2 separate regions of the Zea mays genome follow, and region 2 is linked to region 1. Evidence: chromatin contacts called from public Hi-C data. All regions are on one chromosome and are shown on one strand. The core of a region is the stretch at or near the end of the contact, and the rest is flanking DNA. Distances in the headings are between cores, read along the strand shown.

The links. A called contact is a pair of places that touch in the nucleus more often than the background predicts.
Region 2: a Hi-C map of leaf shows a contact between it and region 1, with 6 times the contacts expected there. The contact joins the promoter of LOC100277241 here to the promoter of LOC103653685 in region 1. A contact is called at or near these places in 4 of 25 Hi-C or Micro-C datasets (ear, endosperm, leaf and 1 more).

The regions. Positions count from the first base shown.
Region 1 is chr4:131,561,921-131,568,094 of Zm-B73-REFERENCE-NAM-5.0, forward strand. LOC103653685 reads left to right here and starts at 3,103. Exons shown (of 5, transcript XM_008680510.4): 1 at 3,103-3,284; 2 at 3,354-3,527. The coding sequence starts at 3,270.
Region 2 is chr4:131,799,889-131,806,062 of Zm-B73-REFERENCE-NAM-5.0, forward strand. It overlaps LOC100277241 (OSJNBb0048E02.16-like protein), which reads left to right and starts at 2,618. Exons shown (of 1, transcript XM_008680511.4): 1 at 2,618-3,632. The coding sequence starts at 2,941. The coding sequence ends at 3,168.

The DNA.
Region 1 (6,174 bases), core at 1,853-4,352:
CGGTCTGCTATTTTTTCCTCTCTACTCTACATGTAATTCAGTTCTCGGGTGTTCTTGCTTGGCCCTTCTCAGCACTACTGTCTACTACACTTCAAAATGTGCTTTTAACCAGGGCTGTTGTCTATTGTACCTCAGTTGGGGATTTGCCAGTACACCAGGGATGCTGATTTAACATTTTTAGTGTTTCATGCAAAGATGGTATAGGATATATGCAATTAATTGCAACGATGTACGATTGCTATTTCCGTATACAGTTATGGTGTCCCTCTCTTTGGATATCGAAGAAGGTCTACCTTGGAGCACTTTCATGGAGTTTGATGGCCACTGTTGCGGATTATAAATATAGCGCAACAATCTATTCTTATTGGATCTCTTGTAGTTGTCGTATCTGATGTTGTAAGCCAGAAAATATTTTCTTAGAATTATCGAATTCTTCACCGTCTTTGGATAGGGCGCCCGAACGAAGGGGCGCCACCTGATCTAGTGAGGGTTAATGTCAATAGGTGTCATGTCTAGAGGTTGCTAACTATTGTTGGTTGATGTCAAGAGATGTCTCTTCTTGGTCTGAGCTCCCTTAGTCTCCCAAGCTGATTCTCCCAATACCATCACGACCAACGTCAGGCCTTTTTGAGCTAAAATGCTGGGAACTGAAATCTCATATATTCCAAGTCTAAAAAGACCATTAGAAGCATCAACATCTAAGAATTAATTTAGCCGATGGGAATTTTCAGTATTCCACTCGTGTTTGAGTCTGTCCATAACTATTGAATAAGAAGTAAAATGTTTTTCAGATACTACACCTAATGTATTTTACGAGTAGATCCAGACTCCAAAGAAATGATTACCCATGCATTATTTGTGCCTTGAGAATTTGAGGATGGGCATTCTCTGTTGAGAGATAAAGCACATATTCAACAAATCCAGAAGATGATGTTCCCGTAGAGACATACACCATCTTGTATGGACATTGCAATGACGCGGAGCATTCATTTTGAAGATCATAAAAGTTACTATTGCACTGGACTACTTTGTTATTTGACAACATACTAGGGATGTAAAATGTAGCCTGAAACTTAAATAGTGAGATAAAAGATAAATTTCAAGAAACATACATGTTGGCAGTTCCAACATAAAAAAATTACTGTCATACATCAATTTCTAGATCAATAGTATAGTACACACACTAACTGTGAGAGAAATAATAGGGAAAAACTGCTATATACTTAGTAAACAAATAATGAATTCCCACCTGCACACATCTGTGTATAGCCTTTAACAATTCACACAGCATACTAGAATGTCCCATTTACTCAATTCTCGTCATTTTGATGTATGTCAGTACATGGCTTATATAAACGTGCCTTCTGGCCTATTCAACTTCTATTTTATGTGTTTAATTATGTTCATTACAGTTGTACAGAAAAAACATGAAATGAAGGCATATAAATGTGTTTTGAGATGAGAGAATTTATCATTAAAGCCTTGTTGTTAGATTGTTTTATTACAAAGTCTGAGCTTAATGTTAAACTAACCATGAACCTCTTTAAAGCTTTCTAGCAGAGAGGCCTTACAATCTGAGGTTGCTAACCTCCTTCGACAAAAGTGCGAGGTGATGCGTCGCTGCTACCACCCCTGATGCCGACATCGCGTCCATGGATTTGACACCACCTCTTGAAAATGGTGCAAAAGAAGACGTGAACGCGCTTGGAATCAAATCGAGAACATGAATTGATTTGAGCATGACAGATTAGACCCGACGAACGTGAATTCGAGTGGGGAACGGGAGGGATTCATCAGGGGACCACCCAAGCACCCCTCCTCTTCCATGGACTTCGAATGCGATCGCAGACCTACTCCACGAACGGGACCATCGCCTCCTCCACCACCGCCACTGAGGCACCGCCCGATGAACAGATCCACGATGCTATCCGATTCGAACGGGCGTGGAGGAAGGCGAGCGTCTCCTACTCTTGCGGGATCTGCAACGCCAACGACTCTGCTAGGGCCACGACGTGCATGCGCCCGTCGGGGCGGAGGCAGCGGGCTTCTCCTTGAGCTGAGCGAGGATATGTGCCAGCGTACCCTTCAGGAAGATGAGCTTGGGGACGGGGTGGCGGAGGCCGACGCGCGTCACCGGAGTCGAAGAAGAAGGACAGCTTGTGCTAGCCACCGAGGTGTCTCGCGTGGAGGCATGGGGTGGCGAGTCGCGTGGCGGGGGAGTAACACGATGGAGAACTGGGGGGTGTGGGGGCATCACAGGGCGATACGACACTGCGACGACTTTATGACATCCTAAGCGGGATTCTCGGTTGGGGGATCATGGAGGTGGTCGGGAGAGGGGGTAGGGGATTGCGGCGAGGACCATGGTTCAGGCTAAGGGGTAGAGGGTAGAGGGCGTGGAAGGGGAGAGCAAAGCGCTGCGCGCACAAAGAAGAAGGGAGACACTGACATGTGAGTCCTATACGTCGTGGGAAGACAGAGGGTGCATGGATGGTCTATATTATAGTATTATAGAGTAGTAGAGATATTATGATATTACTACAAAGTACAAACTATACTATTACCTAGAAATTATAAAAAATACTTTACTTCCAAATAGACCTAGACCCTCATTGGCCGCATTGTGGGACGTGACGAGTACATTTTTTTCTTGAACTTTGTCTTCTCTTGTGTACAGAGAGTGAACAATAAAAGTTTATTTTATTATTTCTATGTCTGGTTTACTATATAAACTTACGAACAGATAGTTTTGAGTAGGGTCGAACCACGTTAGGCTTAGTGGGGCACATGCCCCCACTCAATTCTCTAGTTTCAGTAGACATTTTATCTTATTTAACGTACCTACAAAAATTTAGTAGTTATTATGTTTCTATTTAGGTCTTCACTTAGGTATTAGACCCCTATTCAAATTTTGGGCTGGGTCGGCCCTGGTCTTGAGTCAAGACAACAATTCTTCGTAACCAAAAGGTTCTCCCCGCCATGGCTGAAACAACAATTTCCCGGAACCAAAGGGTTCTCTCCGCCATGGCTGGAACATTAGGGAAGTTGGGCTTCCCACCGCTTCCGCCTAAAAATCGGAAACAGGCCCCTTCCTTCCACTCCAACGGAAGCAAGCAGCCAGCTAAAAGGCTCAAGCGCAGCAGCGGCTGCCGCGACGCGCCCACCTCCCTCTCCAACTTTCCGTTTGCCACACCTCTATTGCAACCGCCACAACCCCTAGCTCCAGCAACAACCAACTCCCTCCTCCCCTAATCTCTTCCCACTCCAAAATGACGGACTGCCAGGTGAAATTCCTCCCCCTGTACCCGCCGCCGCCGCACGCTGTTCGTGCTGATCGGGGGTTTTTCGTGCAGGTGGTGGCCATGAAAAAGGCGTACGCCAGGATCATGCTCAACATGGCGCAGGAGTCGGCGGCGCGGGTGCTGACGGCGGAGCGTCGAGCCGTGGCCCTCGCGGCCAGTCTCGAGGCCGCCAAGGAGGACGGCGTCGCCGCGCTCCTGCGGCTCAAGGCCATCATGGAAGTCAGGGTATGGCTCTTCCTCTCTCTCTCCGCTCGAACCGCTCGCTTTGGCTGGGTGCTTCGTGAATGTTTAGTTTTTTTTGGATTTTGCTGGTGTGCGTACGATACGAGCAGTTTGGATTGGAGCCTGGAGGATGCGAGGTTCTGTGTTTTAGGTGAGGTTTTGGGATTGACTGTATCGGCTGGACTTCGGATTGTGTTTTCTTGTCGCCGGATGATGGTGGTGAAGGCCCGTTTCAAATTTTGAATTTGTGTGACTGGGATTTGGACCTCGTAGCGTAGAGATTTAGTCTTCTCGGTTTGGTGGGGCCGGTTTCTGTTTTAGGGATGATGATGGTGAAGGCCCCGTTCAAATTTCGCATTCGGATGTCTGGGATGTGGAGCTTGTATGATAGGGATTTCGTCCTCTTGATTTTGTGGTCTTATTTGGAGCTCGTAGGATGGGAATTTTGTCTTCTGGATGCTGCGCTTCTTGTCTCTGCTATCGTGATGTTGGTGGTGCAGTTAAAATTTCTCGTTGGAATGGTTGGGGTTTGGAGCTCATAGTATACGGATTGGATTTCGTCCTCAGGATTTTGCACTTATGCATTGCTGTTTGTGCAGTGGTATTGTGCATTGTAGTTTGCGCAGTGGTATTGTTACAACTCAATTTTTTCCAGAGTGAACTGATACATTCTTTTGTGCGTGGGTGGGAGGAAGGTTATTAGGCTTGGAATGACTGATCATGTTTGAAAAACAAAATATCGTGCTTTGTTATTGTTAGTTACACTTCATGTAGTAGCACTACAGATTTGCCACGACTATGGCTGTGCAGTAGACCAGTATCCAAGGTCTAACAGATTAACATGTGTAAAATGGGCAGCTGTATGTGCTTTGTCTTAGTGTTAGCATGTGTGCTTGAGTGCTTCTAAGTTTGCAGGGGCATACTGCACAATCTGTTGATGTTGTTGGAGTCCGCAAGCATCTGAAGGGGTATTGAGATTGTTTTGATTCTGATAACACAAAGGAAGGTGCTGCTGTGGTTGCTGGAAGCTGAGACCACTAAACTCATTAGGACACACTGATTTTAAGTTATTATAGGCTTTTGGTGTGCCATTGCTACTATGCCTTCACTGATTTGTTGCATTTGTCTTGACAATACTCTCTTTTTTTCTTTCCACCTGTCTGGATGTTTTTCCCTGCGTTAGGAATGTGCTATTTCTTTCTTATGCTGTATGCCTCAAAATATAGCACAATATCCACCCAGTACTGGTGATTTTGGCAATGCTGCTGGTAAAAAAATGTCAGTGCATAGGAGAAGAAAGCGTTTAAGTTCCAAGCAAGTTGAAATAGGCTACAGTTTAACCCAACTGAAACCAAAGTCTCCGTTAGTCCGTTGGATCTGTCCAAACCATCTCAACCGGTGTTGGACATGCTTTTCTTTAATTGGTCGATTTTTTTCGCATGCATATGGAAATATTCTACGTGATTGGATGCCTGCTGCTCGGCAGCCAGGCTGTGTGCGTGCGTTGACTGTCCAGCAGCACCTGATTGGATGCTTGTTTGCGGATGGACCGACCTGGATGTGCGGATGTGGGATATGCCAAATCAAGCATCTTCAGTTGCACGCGTGGAAACGCCGGAAAATGGCGTTTGTGGCAAGCCAGGCTCCAGGCGCCGGTTGCCCGGGCAACCAATCATGCTGAATATGAGCTGGCCGATTTTTCTTTGAAATGAGGTGGAAAAGGAAGAATAGCTGGATCTTGCTCAAAGCATGGACCATCAATTAAGAAAATACTTTTTAATTAATTTGCTATTGCATATTTGATTGACAATAAGAGAACAGGTCTGCAACTGCAGCTTTCAACCAGCCTAGTCTTCAATTCCATTATCCGTGGCTGGTTTAGTGCTATCATCTTGTAGACTTGTACAAGGAGGTACCCAGACAATTTACAAGTCTAGAATGAAGTAGGAAAAGTCATTCACTATGGTATATTTTTTTTCAGAATACGAATAGAAGCTAGTGATAGGTCACTTGGTAGACCACGCTAAGGTGACCATCCATCACTCACCCAGGCTCAAACCATTCAATCTGGGCACTTCCAAATTTGAATACCTCCCTGAGATTTCTTAGTACTTATTAATAGTGTGTACCTTCAGTATCCCCCTACCTTAGGAGCAGCGCCAGGGGGACATGTCTCTATGTGATCATTGCTCTTTGGTTTTAGAATATGATAGTAAAAGCCTCTATGTACGAACTCCTTAACACAGCCTATTTTGTTGCAGATATAAAGAAATCTCAACCAACCTAGGAGGTAATAAGTGGCATTATGAATAAGAAATAAATTCAAGTCAAAGAGGACTCGAACGTGGGTAGTGAGCTTACACACACTGACACACACACACACACCCCAAATTAGGCCCAGTTCCTGTGTTGCATATCATACGTTTTTTGAGAAAATATTGATTATTTTTCAGCTGCGTTTATGTTACATGTTCCAATTGTATCATAGTATAACAATCCACTAATATTTTTCTAAAATGTTTGATAAGGACTCAGGGATTTACCCCCTCCTAGTGTGGGGCCTTGAGTAGGATGACTAGCTTCCCTGCATTTTTATCTCAAATACACATGAGGGTTGCGTATCATTTCATTAATAGAAGAGGACAGCAAA
Region 2 (6,174 bases), core at 1,368-3,867, 240 kb after region 1:
GAAAGTTGTAGGTCTTGAAAAGTTATGTAATTTTATAGTTGACAACAAAAAACTAAAGATGTAGGTCTCAAAGAGTTATGCAACTTTGTAATTAACAACTTTTCCATTTGAATTCATTTAGTGCCTAAAATGATCACTTTACTCTCGGTTTGTTATAATACATGGTGAAGAAAAACATAAAATAGACACAAGTGATATAGGGGTGGAGTGATAGAGGAGGTTACATGTGAGAGAAAGGTCGCGAGTAGGTGTGTAAATGTTACGGATATTATCCGTCCATATTCGAATTTGATCCGTCTAAAAAGAATGAAATTTCATGTGTATAGAGTCTGGGTACTTATTATCCGATTCGTATCTGATCTTTATCTGTATCCGTATTTTCAAAGTTAGATATTTAATATATCGATATCCATTCAAATCATATCCGACATAAATTGATAATACCCATATCTGGAAAAAAACACGACAAAGAACTCTTTACCGATAAAATGTCTGTCGAGTGTAATACTCAGTAAAGGCTTTGCCGAGTTAAAAAGGTCTTTTTATCGAGTGTCTGGGGCATTCGAAAAAGAAGACGAGTCCGATAGTGCACTAGATAAAGGAGGACGAGCGACCGAGCAAGCTATATAAAAGGGACCAGACTCCTTTTCAACTCAAATCTTTTTGGCTGTGTGGCTAGGACAAAATGTAATACCGGTTTTTGTGTGCTGTCACAACATATGCAATATTTGTTCTTGTGTCACAAGGCATTGTTGAAACTCTCACTGGCACTGTCAATTATTATTGTTCCTGTTTTATGTCAGATATATCATCGTCAGGAGAGAAACAAAAGAAAAGAGGAATAGAATTTCACTGGTCCCTCTCGTATATAGCCTCATTCATACTTGTGAAAGCTAAGCTTACATCTAAACTTGGTGCCCCAAAACAAAAGAAAAAAATACATTATTTTTCTAAAACATATATCCAGTTTTAGATAACGAGAATGAGGTTATATCCAGTTTTATAGTTAAGACAGCAAAAAATGACTTTTATGATAGTTGAAAGTGGCAAAATGATTTTTTTTCCCAACAAAAAAACACAATTCCAACTTGATGCTCCCAAACATAAAAATGGTTATAGTATAATCTCGTTCCCTTTTCGCAGCTTGCAAAGCGCGTGATGGCAGCCACAATAATAGAACTTTTATGCATCATTATTGGGTAATCACACACTTGACTAGGCCCACCTTGATCTCTTCTGCTAGCTCTAGTGTATATATGTCAGTGCCATATGTACACAGGCCCACGTACGGCTCGTAGTTGGAATGCAATCATATGCATCAAATATTATACTAGTAGTATAATGAATACTGTTATATATCTTGCGAATATTATTGGTTGCTTAGGCCCGGCCGATGGATTGCTCCTAGACACAACAGGCCAAATAAAGGCGCCAAAGGGAACTGAAACAGCTTGCAGTAACCTTAAACAAGAGCTAGTAGCTTGCTGCATGCAAAAAGGGTAGAGATTCGAAGATTAACCTAAGCCAAAGGCACGCACACCCGGTTTGAGTGTCGTGTGTTGACCTGTTTCTTTCCACAGCAAACTAGCTAGCTCTAGCTGCGGCCGGTAAAGTAGCTTTTTTAGGAGATGCGCGTCGTACGTGCTAGCTGCTGGTCTACGTCGATCCACGCGATCCGACCACACCCCGGACCGATTTATTAGAGATATAATATTTTTTCAATACATTTTAAAAATTTTCGATATATTTTGATATAAAAATAACAGATATCAATGAAGATGTATGGATCACGCCCCGGGATAACCGGGTGGTCCGGTGTCTGTCATATGTGCCACTGCTCTCAAGAGTAAAACTAGTAGACGGTATGTTATATTGATGTGGTTTTCATTTATATTCACGTGTGGATTATAAAATATAAAGATACATGGGTTCTATTGGTTAAGTGGACGTGGTTTAAAACTGTATAATTTTAGTTTTTTATCATTTAAATGTGAACCCTCTCTCTCTCTCTCTCTCTCTCTCTCTATATATATATATATATATATATATATATATATATATATATATATATTCTCTCTATATATATACACCGTGCGTGTATTACGCATATATGCATGACAACAGCGTACTACTAGCTATCTAGAAGAAGCAAGAACAGGGAGATATTTTCATACGGATTTTGGCAAATATGTATACAAAGCTGCTTACTATAGTTTGTATATATACGTGAGAGAGAGAGAGCGACTGGCGGCGAATTAATTCTGGTCCAGTCCAAGCAGGCCGGATCGGAATTCGGAACAAGAAGGATCAATTATGCTGTGCAGTGCAGCTGAAGCTACTGTACCATGCATGCGTGCTTTCCTCCCCCCTTTTTTTTCTTCCGTTCCGGCCGTCTGTACAGCCTACACCAGTGTATAGCTGCTATGCTAGGGGAGGATCGTCTGCGCCTGGTGCAGTACGTACGTCGTAGCTAGAACACGCGCTTTAGCATCATTTCACATCGAGCGATCTTGGCCGTCCATTCCCCCGCGCGATCCGCGATCCTGTACTCTTCCATCACCTTTAGTTCTATATATGTATATTATTTAGAACCCTAGCCAGCTTGCATCCACCACCAAGCCTGCGCGCCATATGGTCGTCGATCCACAGCTCCCTCTTATAAATCCAGCTGCATGCCCCCCTCCCTTCTCGGCACCATTAAGCCAGCACAATTAAGTTGATCGACCGAAGCAATTACAAACTCTACTCAGCTCTCTCATCATCAGCTAGTGGTCTCGACCGCGGCTCATCACTGCCGCGCCGGCGTTACTGAAGAACTTGCTTGTGAGTTGTGACAAATATAGCCAGGGGCGACTAGCTAGCCAGCTAGCTAGCTAGCCAGCTGGTAACTGAACGAAGAAGAAGAGAGCAGAGCTTCCCGCGCGCACGCCGCCCGCCGCCATGGGAGGCAAGTCGTCCTTCTTCTGCCCCATCTTCAGCTTCCTGCGCAAGTCCAGGCGGTACGAGTACGACGACGACATGAGCGACTGGGACGGCCGGACCGGGTACGTGCGCAAGGTGCGCTCCAGCGACGAGGACTACGGCGGCTGGTGGGTCGGCGAGCGCGACGTCGACAGCAAGGCCTCCGACTTCATCAACAACTTCCACCAGAAGAAGGTCGCCGGCTAGCACTGCCGCCGCTACCGTTTCGCCGCCTTCATTCCCCAATCCGATCGACGACGCCGCGCGTGCCACTGCCGATCGACGACAGCACCGTACCACCGCCCGATCCACGTGCTCCTCCATATATATATGCAGCTCTCGTCGTTACATTTATTACTAGGTTCCTTGATCGATGCTCTTATATGTCGTTAATGTATGTTTATTATACATGTCGTGCTCATTTAATATATCAGAGAGGGTGATGAATAATTCGATCGATCTGCTGGACAGACCTAGCTAGCTAGATCGATCGTCGCTAGTTTGTTCGTTCGTGTGCGCGCGCTGTATGTACGTGTATGTGTGTGTAAAGAGGTATGCATGCATAGGGACGATGGAGACGCATGCATGTGTTGTACGTACATCGCACATTCTCATGTACATCTGTTAACGTTAATAATCACCAAATAAATAAATTATGCAGTATATATATATATGGTCCATCATGTTGTCATACCTGCTGCATCAATTTCTTCGTTCGGGACTTGCTTATATTTGCAGCACCATTTGCTTTCCTTTGATTAGCATCATGTGCACACGCATTAATAATAAGGCTTGAACTAATTGACCATTTGAGCAAACTTAAGGTGGCAGAGAGAAATCCACTGCGCACACTATTGCTTGTTGGGGCTTGCATTGGCTACACTCACTACCCGAATCGCAGGCTTTGCCGAGTGTTGCATTTTTTGCCGAGTGCCTTTTGTCGGGCACTCGGCAAAGAAAGATTTGCCGAGTGCCGCACTCGGCAAAGTTAGGCTCTCGGCAAAGAGCCCCTTTACCGAGTGCTGAACACTCGGCACAGGGGGCTCTCGGCAAAGACAAGTTTGTCGAGTGTCAAACTCTCGGCAAAGGGGGCTCTCGGCAAAGGGCCGTCAGCGGCCGTCCCAAAGCTGACGGCCGTTAGTCTTTGTCGAGAGCCAACTGCTGGCACTCGGCAAAGAGGCTTCTTTGCCGAGTGCCACATATTGGGCACTCGGCAAAATGCTCTTTGCCGAGTGTCTTCTATAGACACTCGGCAAAGTATATTTGTATTTTTTTGATTTTGTCTTCCAAACTTTTTGTGGTATGTTCCTACACTATGTAGACCTACATGTATCATTTGTGGACAATTATAACAGAGTTTTGAATCGTTAGTAGATTTAGTTCTCTTAGGTTTCATGTATCATTTGTATCATTTGTTATAATTGTCCCCAAATGGTACATGTAGGTCTACATAGTGTAGGAACAAACCACAAAAAGTTTGGTGGCCAAAACCAAAAAAATACAAATGTACTTTGCCGAGTGTCAGATGGTGACACTCGGCAAAATATGCTTTGCCGAGGGCCTCCCAGGTAGGCACTCGGCAAAGAAGTGTGAAGTAATATTTGCCGAGTGTCCCTTGGCCGACACTCGGCAAAGGATCCTTTGCCGAGTGTCGCCGATCTGGCACTCGGCAAAGCTTATTTTAAAAATAAAAAAAAAATCTTTGCCGAGTGCCAGATCGCGGGCACTCGGCAAAGAAGGAAAAATATATTTCCGCCCGGCTCCTTTCTTCTTCTTTCTCTCCTCGCTCTCTCTGTTTCTGAGCGCAGTTCGCCGCCGCGCTAAACTGCCGTCGTGCCGCGCCGCCTCACCGCCGCCCGCCCACGCGCCGCCGCACCGCCTCACCGCCGCCATGCCCACTCGCCGTGCCCACGCGCCGCCTCACCGCCGCGCCGCCTCACCGCCGCGCCGCCCACGCGCTGCCGTCCGCCAGCCGTCCGCCCGCTCGCCGCCGTCCGCGCCTCCGCCGTCCTCGCCTCCGGTACGTAATTGAAGAATGGATTAATTGTGTATATGGATATGGATATGGATATGGATATGGATATGGTTCTTCTAGTTTCCACTACAAATAAATAGTAAACATAAATGTGTGCATATGGATATGGATATGGTTGTTCTATTAATTAGTTGTAAAAATTAATATTAGTTGGTGATTGTGGATATGGATGTCGATTAAATGTGATTGTCGGCCATCGTGCCGTTGATATATGTGTGGATGTCAGCCATTGTGTTGTCAGTTTTATTTGCAGGTTTTGGAAACCTCCCCGTGCAGGGGAGGTGCTGCCGAAATTTTGTATTGACAGGCTTGTTTATTTTTTTGCAGAGGTCTTCGTAGCCGTTGCGGGTCTGCCTGCACCGTGTCGAGTCGCCACTGCACCGACCCGCCACAGCCCCACTAGCCTGACTCCACCGCCACCCTAGGTATAACCTCTATTTCCGCATCATGGTCGTAGATCACGTAACCCAGTTAGGCGTCTCTCGTTCGAAAGAGATACGGTGTAGATATGCAGATCTTTGCATATCTACAAATGTATCAGTTTCGAATTGTCCATGTTTTTTGGACAGCCCGCGGTTGCGTAGATGTTGTTAGTTTCCATGCTCTACTCCGGTCCGAGAAAGAGTTTCGGCGTCACCTCCCTGTTGTTCTCCGGACAGTACACTCTCCCTGACAGGACGTGTATCCGGAGAACAGCGGGGAGGTGCTGCCGAAATTCTATCTCGGATCGGAGTAGAGCATGGAAACTAACTCCATCTACGCAACCGCGGGTGGGATTAGGACCTATCCTCACCTATTAGAAGGTAGGAACGTAGTGTACATGCATTACATGTCTATATTAAACTATACTCGGTTATATATGTTAGAGGATGGAGGACCGTGAGTGGATGTACACGGGCCGCGTTCGACGTAATGATGTCACCCCAGAATGGATTAGGAAGACCGATGCTTTCGTGGAACGGGCATATGGCGAAGCTGCTAAAGGAGCTAGCCTAGTCCCTTGTCCGTGCAGCAAATGTGACAACCGGAAAAGAAAACCAAAGAAGGTCATGGTAGAACATATTTGGAAGAATGGATTTACGCCGGACTATACTCGGTGGATCTTCCATGGTGAAGCGCATCGCACGAGAGAGGAGGTGGTGAGACAACGCGTCGAGGATTACGATGCTGATGCTGGG